Linked DNA regions of Columba livia: region 1 is linked to region 2. The links are chromatin contacts, called in public Hi-C maps. All regions are on one chromosome and are shown on one strand. The core of a region is the stretch at or near the end of the contact, and the rest is flanking DNA. Distances in the headings are between cores, read along the strand shown. Region 1 overlaps HS1BP3 (HCLS1 binding protein 3). Region 2 holds the start of HS1BP3 (HCLS1 binding protein 3).

The links. Hi-C and Micro-C count contacts between places; a contact is called where the count stands out from the background.
Region 1: a Hi-C map of crop shows a contact between it and region 2, with 1.7 times the contacts expected there. The contact joins the enhancer-like site here to the promoter of HS1BP3 in region 2. A contact is called at or near these places in 2 of 2 Hi-C or Micro-C datasets (crop and liver).

Annotation. Positions count from the first base shown.
Region 1 is chr3:10,709,981-10,715,584 of bColLiv1.pat.W.v2, reverse strand. The region is part of intron 6 of HS1BP3 (HCLS1 binding protein 3); the gene reads right to left. Among named protein-coding and RNA genes, the nearest start is that of HS1BP3, 47 kb to the right of the region's middle. Within about 2 kb of position 1,649, at least 1 of the 3 cell types and tissues checked has an H3K27ac peak away from gene starts, as active enhancers do.
Region 2 is chr3:10,663,496-10,668,444 of bColLiv1.pat.W.v2, reverse strand. It overlaps HS1BP3 (HCLS1 binding protein 3), which reads right to left and starts at 2,678. Exons shown (of 7, transcript XM_065055788.1): 1 at 2,416-2,678. The coding sequence starts at 2,663. TRNAS-AGA (transfer RNA serine (anticodon AGA)) reads right to left here and starts at 2,753; the gene lies at 2,672-2,753.

The sequences.
Region 1 (5,604 bases), core at 400-2,899, 48 kb before region 2:
TCCCTGGAGACTGGAAGGGGTTTGTTGGAGTGGCTCTCCAGCAGTTCCACTCACTGGAACAGGACAACACACAGGGTGTCTAAGGAAGGTGCCTTCTTAGTTTCTTCTTCTACAAGCCCCATAGGTAGGCAGTCCCCGGAGCATGACTGAGTCTCACCTCATTTCATGTCAGGTATTTTCTGGTCCTTCCACTCATTTGTCTTTTGTAATTCGTATTTTCCTCACTGCCAGACAATGATGCTGTCTTGGAGGCATTATCCAGACCTCTGCGAGGCCACTATTGACTACATGAGACTGTGATTTTTCCCTTTCTCTCTTTTTTTACCAGTAGCCTTAAGAGAGATATTGTAAATACTTCAACCACACTGGCAGAACAGCTGGTGGGCCCTTCTACAGACAGTTAAATTAGAGTAGGCAGTTAAAGCAAAACTGAGCTCTTTCATAATTTGGGAAGCAATTGATTAGAGTAACTGGCCAGAAACATGGGGAACATGATCAACAGAAGAATCAGATACTTTATTACTCCAAACCTAGTGCACTTCGTTTGAATGTTAAAACCACAGGGACTTGAAGAGCTCCAGCACCCTCAGCTAAGGATCCCACTGTTATTAAGAAAAACTGCATGATTTCAAGGGTTTATTTTTTTATGCTCACCCTTATTAAAAGCTGTGAGGAACTTCTGACTGCACCAGCCAGGCTGAAACAAACTATGCTTACCATGAACTGGCCATACAGTGAACAAGGACTACCCCGGAATTTCTGCCGAACAGATGATCAGAACCCTGCAAAACCATCCTTGAAGTCAGAACTTTTTGTGACTCCCAAAGAGAAACTAAAAAGGATCAGTTTAAACCAAGGTTAATCTTGTAAAATCAACTGACTGAACACTAATATCTAATCCCAGGAAACACCTAAACAGACCAACTGGTGGACAGAGAAGGGTCACTGTTCCAGAGCTCTGCACCTCCAACTCTACCTCGTGGATTTTGTGTTCCTGCAGGCAGCTCCTCAAATTTCATGCCCCAAGTAATTCTGGAAATTATATTCTCTTCCACTTAGATAATAAAATTTCCAATATCTCTTAGTTTCCATGATTCCCTGTGGGTGTCATATCCCACTTAACTTACAGAACACCTTGTCAAGTGTATTCCTTTCTCCTGAATTCTTCATCTACATAGAAGAAAAGAATTTAATTTAAGCCCAGGCATTTTTATTTGCTGCAAACTCTGATATCCAAGAGATATCACACCTGTGATCACATTGCCAAGACATGTTCTTGTTCTCTTTGCTGCGTAATAAACAAAACACGTTAGGGCTGGTATTTCTGAAGCCTAACTTTCTTTAGCTGATCTGCTGCCTCCTTTCTTGGCATAAACAAATACTGAATGAATCAGTGTCCATATCATAAAGTTTTGGTCATAAATAACAGAAACAATAATAACCAGATGAACGATACACACAGATCGTATGGAGGAAACATGATTTTGAACTAGGTCTGCTCCCCAGAAGGGGCAGCAGAAAACACAGCTCATTAACCTGATGGGATCGTAGAGCTTCCCAATTCTCTACCCCTGTGTGGCTCTACACTAATTTCTGTACTAACCACAGCAACAAAACCACCCAGCACAGTCATAAACACCCCCAAAAATGCAGTCCACTAGGTTGTAGGGGGTTTTTTGGGGTGGAGTGGGTTTTTTTGATAGTGTGCTTTTAGGCCAAACATTTTACAGATTATTTTTTAAAGTCTGGAAGTTGATCATGTAAACCTCCTTTTTTTTTTTTTGTCCTGGATTTTTGAAAGACCTTGGTTAGACAGAAGTCCTTTACAGAGAACAGAGCAGATAGCATTTGTTCTTTGTCTTAAAACTCGCTTTTCAGTGCTGCAGTGCTAGGCAAACTGTTTGATCCACTGCCGTTTGATCATGTGAGACACAACTGTCTTTGGAAAACTAAAGAGGTAAAATGCAAAATGCCTCAGGCAGAGATAGAAACAAGGACTTCTGTTTCTTAAGAAGCAAATGAATCATTACAATGTGTAACTACCACCATGTTTAACTCCAGACCTGGAGGAGGAAGAAAAAAAAATCAAGCAACTATTCTGAAATAACAAGGAGATTAAAGGAAGAACTTTCCCACCCCCACCCTCCATCTTTTTATAGACAATCAGGCATGGAGTCCATGTAATTAATCATTCTCTAATTAGTCTCTTTCTTTCTCTGTAAAGGAAAAGCAGTGCCACATTGTTTAAAATTCCTGCCATACTGTTGTGCTGATTCAAAAACTCTATTGGTGGAAAATCTCATTGTTTCCAGACACAGAAAGTAATCAAAACCCTTTCTGAAGAAAGGATGTCACAAAGCCCTGTGATATAACTGCTATCATGTGGACTTTGAGAGAGTGAGCGAATTCTGACTTGGAGACAGACACAGCTGCCATCACAATATCAGCATTTTAGATGCTGCTTCTCTGAACTCTGCCCTGTCTATCTGGACAAGATCTTTGGGACAGGAATTACTATGGGCACGGCATCTAGCGTGGTGGAGACAGTGACCTCTGCTTGCTGGGAATGCTCTAAGGAGGAGAATCAGTAATGAAAGGAAGAGACAAAAGACTCCCATAATTTGCTGAACTATCCAAAAGGATCATGCTTGAAGCCAGGTTATGCAACTCACAGCAGTTCTTGCAGAACAGACTTTTATCCTTCCCTATCTTATTATCAGTGTCTTTATTTTGTCTGGTGTTGATTCCAAGTACGAGAGACACCTTAGTGAAGCCTTGGGGAGAGGTGTAATGTCACATATATGACTTGGGAAAATACCTGTGTCCAAAACCAGGCAGGAGGCTTTGAAGCATCTGTTGACCATCACTTCTGCTATGGTCATTACAGACAGCGTGATGCCTAAAAGGGCCTTAGAAATTACACAGGCTGGAGTTAACCACAGGAGGGTGAAGCGCAGGGCGCTGTGTGGGAGGTATCTCCCCTCCTGTTCCTGCTTTCCCCTGCCATCCATCACAGGTAAATTCATATTGGTACTTTACCAAGTGCTGGGGAATACGTCTGGACACTGGAACATCAGAGTCTGTACTGCTGAAATGCTAGAAGAACCATTGCCACAGCTTTGGTCTGGGACAGATTAGCCCTCCTCAAAAAGCTCCCAGGCACAACACGGAGCTGGTGCAGGACAAGGACCATTCCCAGCTGTGCGCAGTCACCATGTTCTGCAGCTGGAGAAGGTCTAACAGCATGGACACAGCCCAGCGGGGCTGTCTGGCTGAGCGACAGAGAACAGGCTCATGAGTAGAGGCAAGTCCTACATGCACATGTCCACGAGAAGCTCTCTGAGGGGAACAGTCTACTGGTTAGATCATTCACCCAGGAAATGAGACAATTCAATTTTTACAATTTGAACAAGACAGCTGGTTCCATTTTTCACCAGTCTGAACAATTTCAAGCCTCTGTCTCTTGCTTCTCTAGAAAGTGTAATTTGGAGGGAGTCCAGTGGTAGGCCACAAAGATGATGAGGGGTCTGGAGCATCTTTCTTATGAGGAGAGCTCTTATGAGAGAGCTGGGTCTGCTCAGCCTAGAGAAAAGAAGCTGAGAGAGGATCTCATCAGTGCTTATAGAAATCTCAAGGGTGAGTGTCAAGAGGATGGACCAGACTCTTTTCAGTGGTGACCAACGATAGGATGAGGGGCAACAGGCACAGACTGAAGCACAGGAGGTTCCATTGAGTACGAGAAGAAACTTCTTTCCTTTGAGGTGCCAGAGCCCTGGAACAGGCTGCCCAGAGAGGTTGTGGAGTCTCCTTCTCTGGAGACATACAAACCCACCTGGACACATTCCTGTGTGATCTGCTCTGGTGACCCTGCTTTAGCAGGTGGGTTGGATTAGGTCATCTCCAGAGGTCCCTTCCAACCCCAACCACTCTCTGATTCCATTCTGTTCCTCAGTCACCAGGCAAAGGCACAGGTGGGGCAGGGAGGAGCAGGCAGCTGTTACCCCCCAGCTGAAGATGGCTGTCAACAATGCAGGTAACCTGGGGCATGACAGTTGAAATGTGGTGACTCTCAAGCCTAGCAAACACATCTCTTGCTCCACTAGGAGAGACGAGGACTCTGGGTCACTGCATTATTCTGTACAACACGTAGGTTTTCCTAGGGGTGGGGCAAAAATTAATGTTTCCTGTCTGGCAAAATCCTTTCTATTCTGTTGGCCAAGTTTACTTTGTAGCTCTTCCATTGTTTGTAAGTAGCGTCCCTACACATCACAGGACAAATGCAATGAACGAAATAAATTCTTGGAAACCGTCATAGAAAGTGCTCTGGCCAGCAAAGAAAACCCATCAAAAACTGTTAGGAAAAGAAGAATGCATTTGTTTACAGAAAGCCACTGCAGCCAAATCAAGGCTCCTTCCCCAAAGTCAGGTCACAGCAAGCAAGAGAAACTGCCCTGGAGTGGTCAGGAAATGTCTGATTCTATTGTTGCAACCTCCCCTGCCACCTGTCCAACACCCAAACTACCCTCTGCCCAGAAGATCTAAAGTTAAACCCCGTGCAGATTCTCAAAGCTCTTCTCCCACCTATTGGTGCAGCTCTCACATCCTCAGGACAGCAAATAAAGCATTTGTCATCATTTAGTGTTGGAGATGGTGTCCCATATGACTCCTGGCTAGTCTGAAGATGTAAGTGTTGCTCTCTGAATTCAGCATCCGTTAATGGTCTCTTAAATGAAGAACATACAAACTTTTTCTGCTTCAAGAGTGGAAACACGTTCTCGGTAAACCTGAACCTAACAAATCTTCTCCAGAAGCTGTATGGACTGAATGGTGTTTAGAAATGGCCATTGTCAGGATGTGGTTTCACAAACAGCTTCAGCTTCTAGTAAGTAACTCCTGAAAGGGTCATCACTTGCATCACAGATGGCACAGCTCGCAGCTGTAAATACAGATAAACCTGCAAATCCAGGCAAAATTCATCTCTTAAGGGTATGGGCAGGATGATGCAGCTGCAGCACAAAGGTAAGAGCTAGACTGTCCCTTTCAAGACCAGAAGTCTTGTAAGCCTGAGAAAGAACACATCAGGTCTGCCATCACAGGGCAGAACTGGGATCCTGCCGCTGACACTGGTCTCGGCACTGGAAAAAAGACAAATCTTATGCTGACAGCTGCTTCCTTCCCATTCAACTCCCTATTCATTATCAAAGGTGAAGTTAATTAAATCTCTCCTAAAAAGCTGCTCAGACGACTGCGATAATTATTTCAGGCTAGGATGTGTGATGATTTATGTAATTCTGTGGGCCCACAGAGCTGCTGAAACATTCACAGGATCAATTCTAGCATCGGTTTTCCACAAAAGCCTGATCCATCACACCAGGCAGGCACAATTTAGATTAATGAGGCAGAAGAGGTCGACCACAGTCCTGCTGCATGAAAACTTAATTTGCACATCTGTGGCCACTGGGTGGATGGAGATGAGAAAATAAGATGGTATGAGAATGCATGATGAGAGAGTTTGCAGGATAGTGATTTCTGCAGAAGTTGACTTCTGTCTCTAACTTAAATGGGAATCAGACCTGAAGAGAAGCTTTGAGAGTGGGGGTAAAT
Region 2 (4,949 bases), core at 1,429-3,928:
TGACTGTAATGGAAAGTGATTAGAGGGAGGGGGAATAGCTATATTTTTGCTTGTTTGCTTTACACCTTGTGATCACTTTCATTATCATCCCTTACAGTAAACCTTCCACTATTATTTCTTCCATAGCAACAAGACTGTGTGGGTTTTTTAATACAAAAATTATTCTAAACTAATAGAAACCCACAGGGAGGCTGAGACAGGTACAGCGAAATATCCAAAGCTTACTCTAGTTCTTGTAATGCCTTAGTTTCAAAATAAGCAGCCCCAGTGTTTTAATTCATTCAATACTGTTATTGTTGTTACTCAAACGGAAGCAGCACCTACAAATCCCAAGATAGAATGTAGTTTCATTGCATTTTTCACATCAAACACAATGATTTTTACACTAGTAACTTTAAAAAAGGAGAAAGGTGGTTGACTAAATGGGACTCAGAGGTTTATTGTTTCTACTCTTTAATCTAGTTTGTGTATCCCTTAAATTACACTTTTGTCTACAATACAGACAGTTCAGGGGAGACTTGGGCGCATGGTTAAGTTTGCTAACCTGAATGACTTCACCTGAACACAAAAGGACCATTCACACCAGTGACACTGTGCTTGCACAACTGGATCACGTGGGATCCACACGTGACAGCGGAAGGGTTGCCTGAACAGAGCACTTTCCACAGCTCACGGAAGAGCCACAATTTTTCATTCCTGTCTTTTGATTTGCATGTAATGCAAAGGATTTGTACTTTAGTTCCTCTGCTTTCTGTGCCGAAATGTCAAAACGGGAAAGAAGGGAAAGCAGCCATCGCTAAGCAAGAAAGCCATGTAAGGGATGTAAGCACTGCGACCAGAGAAACTTTATTCCGGTGTCTGTGGGGTCAGGACAGCGGACTCCGCACTTTCTGCTTGGATAAAGTCAGCCCTGTCAGCAGCACCAGCTCCAACAATTCTCCTCCTTCTATGGGTGACCCCAGATAGGACCAAACTCCGACAAGCCAGGTCATAGCAAAAGAAGAAAAAACTTGTACAACTATTCACTAAGTGAAGGCAAAATATCAGACAAATTAGCCAGCAAACATTTTTGTTTCTCTGTATAGTCTAACTACAAGTATACAAATTATTATTTATTTATAATACCACAGCAACTAGGAATCCTACTCCTAAACCAAAACCAGTACATGTAAAGAGTGAAAAAGGTCACAACTATACAGCTACATAATCTCACAAGCTAGAAAATACACCCAGTTGCTAAACCCTTAATCCTAAACATACATATATATCCAATTTAATCACTGAAAGCATTCCAATACCAGTGGGACAATTTGCAAGTGGTAAAGTCTATTGACTGTAAAATAAATCCAGGTGTTCGGATTTCCATTTCCAAGCTAAACCTATACACAAAGTCAGTCCTATAAAACACGTGTGAGTTAAGTCAGATGCGTTTGAAGGTCCAAGGCCACTGCTCCAAAGGAAGTCAGGCCCTAATACAGCCAAATATTTAAGGATTAAAATAATGGCTTTGAAGTTAACGTGATTGAAATAGTTTCTAGTTATGTCCTAGGAGGCAGATGTGTGAGGCAAGACCTTGCTGAATCAACACTTGTTTCTCATGACACATCTGATAGGAAACTGCTTTCACGTGGTCTCACATACCTCACAGGGGTAAAAAAATGAGAGGTTTTAAAAACTTAAAGCAACTGAAAGCAGTGCCTCTGCACCCACCTGTTTCCCTAGGTGGGAAAACAGAATAAACATATTTTTCCCATCCCTGGCCTGACTTCGAACCAGAGGAGCTCCCTGCGGCCTGGTGGACACGGGGCTCGGGGCGCAGGGAGACGAGGGTCGGCTGAAGGCCCTGGTGACACCACATCCCACAAATGTCACTTTACACCTCAGGCATCATTTTTAAATCCTTCTGACCTGCCTCAAAACATTGGCAAAGAAAAGACGTTTCTGGAAGGTGGGTCTCCAGCAGTGTCAGTGTGGAAGGGAAACGACCCCAAGTTACCACAGAATCACAGAATGTCGTGGGTTGGCAGAGACCCTCCAGGTTCACGGACTCCAACAGCCGGTGTCACGGCACAACTGCGATCGCTCCCGGCTGCCAAACGCCACGTAACTCGCGGAACCGCGCAGATCCCGAGTGTCCCAGGGGCAAATCCACACACCAGCCGCCCACATCGGCCTCTCCTCAGCTCCGCCACCGCCCCCCAGCCTCCCCTCCGCGCCCGCCGCTGCCCCGCGGCGCCCGCCCCGGGCTCCCCGAGCGGCGGCGGCCGCCGCGCTGCTTCCCTGCCCCGGGCGGCTGCGCGGGCCCTGCCCCGCCAAGGGGAGGCCGCGGCGAGCGGCTCCGCAGCTGCAGCGCCCGGGGGTGCTGGAGGAGTTGAGGCGGGCAGCGGGGTCGCTTTCCCGTGCCCTCCCCGGTACCTGGTGGTGACCAGCACGGCGGGCGCCGGGCTGTGCTGCATGGCGCGGGGCGGCGGCGTCGCTCCCGATCGTTGCCGGGCCGAGAGGAGAGGCCGCGTCCGGCTGTCACGGGGTCCCGCCTCCTTTCCCTCGGGCTGGCAGCGGCCGCCCTGCCGGATGTTTTGCTGGAGGGCGGCTTCGGTGCAAAACGGTCGCTGGGAAGGGAGGGGGGAAAAGGAAAACGTCCGGGCGGGCGGGCAAAAAGGCATAATTAGACCGTAGTCGGCAGGATTCGAACCTGCGCGGGGAGACCCCAATGGATTTCTAGTCCATCGCCTTAACCACTCGGCCACGACTACACCGATAGATGTGTGTTTTGGCACGGAAGCTCCACTAATTCACCTCCGCCTTTGTTCTTTTTTTCTTTATGGGACCAAAAAAAAGTTCCGTAAGTCTCAGTGGCATCAGTGTGCCCTTCTCCTAAGGGCAGACAGCTCGCACGCATCTTTCTGCCTTAAAATAACGGGCAGGATGCTGCTGAAGAGCGTTAAGTTTAATAAAAACCTGCCCGCTGGCTGGGTGCCTCTTCCACGGCAGCTCTGCCCGCCGCAGGGCGCTGCAAACCCCCCGCTGCCCCGGCCACGGGGCTGCTCAGAGCTGCTGTTTGCTGCAGCCTTGATTTTGGAAGGAAAGCAGCAAGCAGCTGCTCCCTCTGCTGCCCTACACCCGCACCCACAGCTTCCTTTGCACGCTTCTGGCTGCACCGGGATGTGCACCTGGGTGCTCGGTGCTTCCCTGAACGGGTGTGAGGAGCTTTTCAGAGAATCACAGAACGTTAGGGATCGTAAGGGACCTCGAAAGATCATCCAGTCCAATCCCCCTGCCGGAGCAGGAACACCTAGATGAGGTTACACAGGTATGGTTGGTGTATGTGGTGGTGTGAACAGTCGCTGCTCTGTCTCCCAGAACAAGATGAACAGAGGGTCCAGCAGATGTTTGCAAGGTGAAAGAGACAGGGCAGATCCCAGTTCTCTGCTGGTCAGCAGTTCAGTTAAGACTTTGTCTCAAAGGCACCATTTGGAGTAACCTAATAGTTGCTTCAGGTGTACCTGGGCTAAACCACATCAAGAGTTGAGGCCATAGTTTGCCCCCTATTGGCACCCTACTCCCTCCCCAGACTTACAACAACCGGAACTATGACACCAGGGAAAGACTGGCATTAACTCCTGCAGGAGTAGGACAAACAAATTGGAGGGGTTTATATACAGACACCAGCACTAACCAACAGTCCCACGTGTGCCTCTGCAGAATGATATTTTTTTTTAGAGAAGCACCCAGGAAAAGACACTTGGCATCGGGCACAACTTGCTGCTGTCTGCTGCTCACACCTCAATACCACAGCAAAAATCTAAGGACATGCTGGGAAACAGAAACAGAACCAGAGGCTGCAGCTACATCAGTGCAGGTGCCCTAAGAACAGGCTCTGCACCCCGAGTGGGTACCCAGCGGTGCCCCCAGAGAGGAGCAACCCCCAAAGGAGAAGCTGGTGAGCGGACTAGGGCTCTTCATCCTAAAAAGAAAAGCTGCAGGAGCTGGGGATGCGATGGAAGTCTGTAGAAATAAAGAGAGGTCCAAAGGTGGCAGATACAAAACGATCTTTTGCTGGTTTTCGTTAAAAAAGGAGTCTGATGAAATTCATGAGTCAAAACAAACAAAAAAGGGAGACTTCATAAGTGGAATTCCTTCCTAAATCCTGGTTGTTTTCTCTCCCTGGTTATTGCCACTGGAAACCTTTTGTTAAGCAGAGGGTAAATATGACCACACAGCTGCAGCCTTCAGCAATTGCCAGAAGTGCTGCAAACCACTGGAAAATGCTTTTGAAATATGCATTGTTCTCAAGTGGCCTCTGAAGGGTTAAAAAGTGCTGAGCTGGAGTTCCTGAAAGCATAAGTATAACCTAAATAGTTATTTGTCTAAATGAATTACTTCTTTAATGGCATTTTTGCCCCCGGTTGGCTTCCTGGATAATTCAATTTATTCAGATAGTGACAAGGAGTAAGCAACTGGCAGTTTGCCACCTGAGACAGCAAAAATAGAGCAGGACCTGAGCTGCCAGCCCTGGCGAAGGCAATGCCTGTGAAGGTGCTTCGAAAACTGGAGCTTTTCTCCACAAACAGGTGTCTACTCAGCCCTAGTGTGCTGCTGGGCTTTGTCTATGGCCTGGAGAGGCTGTGTGCACTCTGTTGGTGTGCATGTGAAGATGTCCAAGCGCGGCTAATTCATCTGATTTCTTAGTAGGTCTCATTGTATGTGGCATTTTTATAACTCCGCAGCCTGTATTATCGAAAGTATCATGTAGTTGGAAAATAAACCAAATGTCTTGGTGTTGCTAGCCTCTGAAGTTGTGGAAAGAGTCAAGTGACTTACCCATAAGGAGTAGGATCTTTCATCAGGGGTTGACTACTCAGAGTGCATTTCTGAGTGAATATTGGCATAAAAGTTGGACAAAACTGAAATCCAGCAGAAGAAATCTGGGATATGCTGATAGAGCTGTC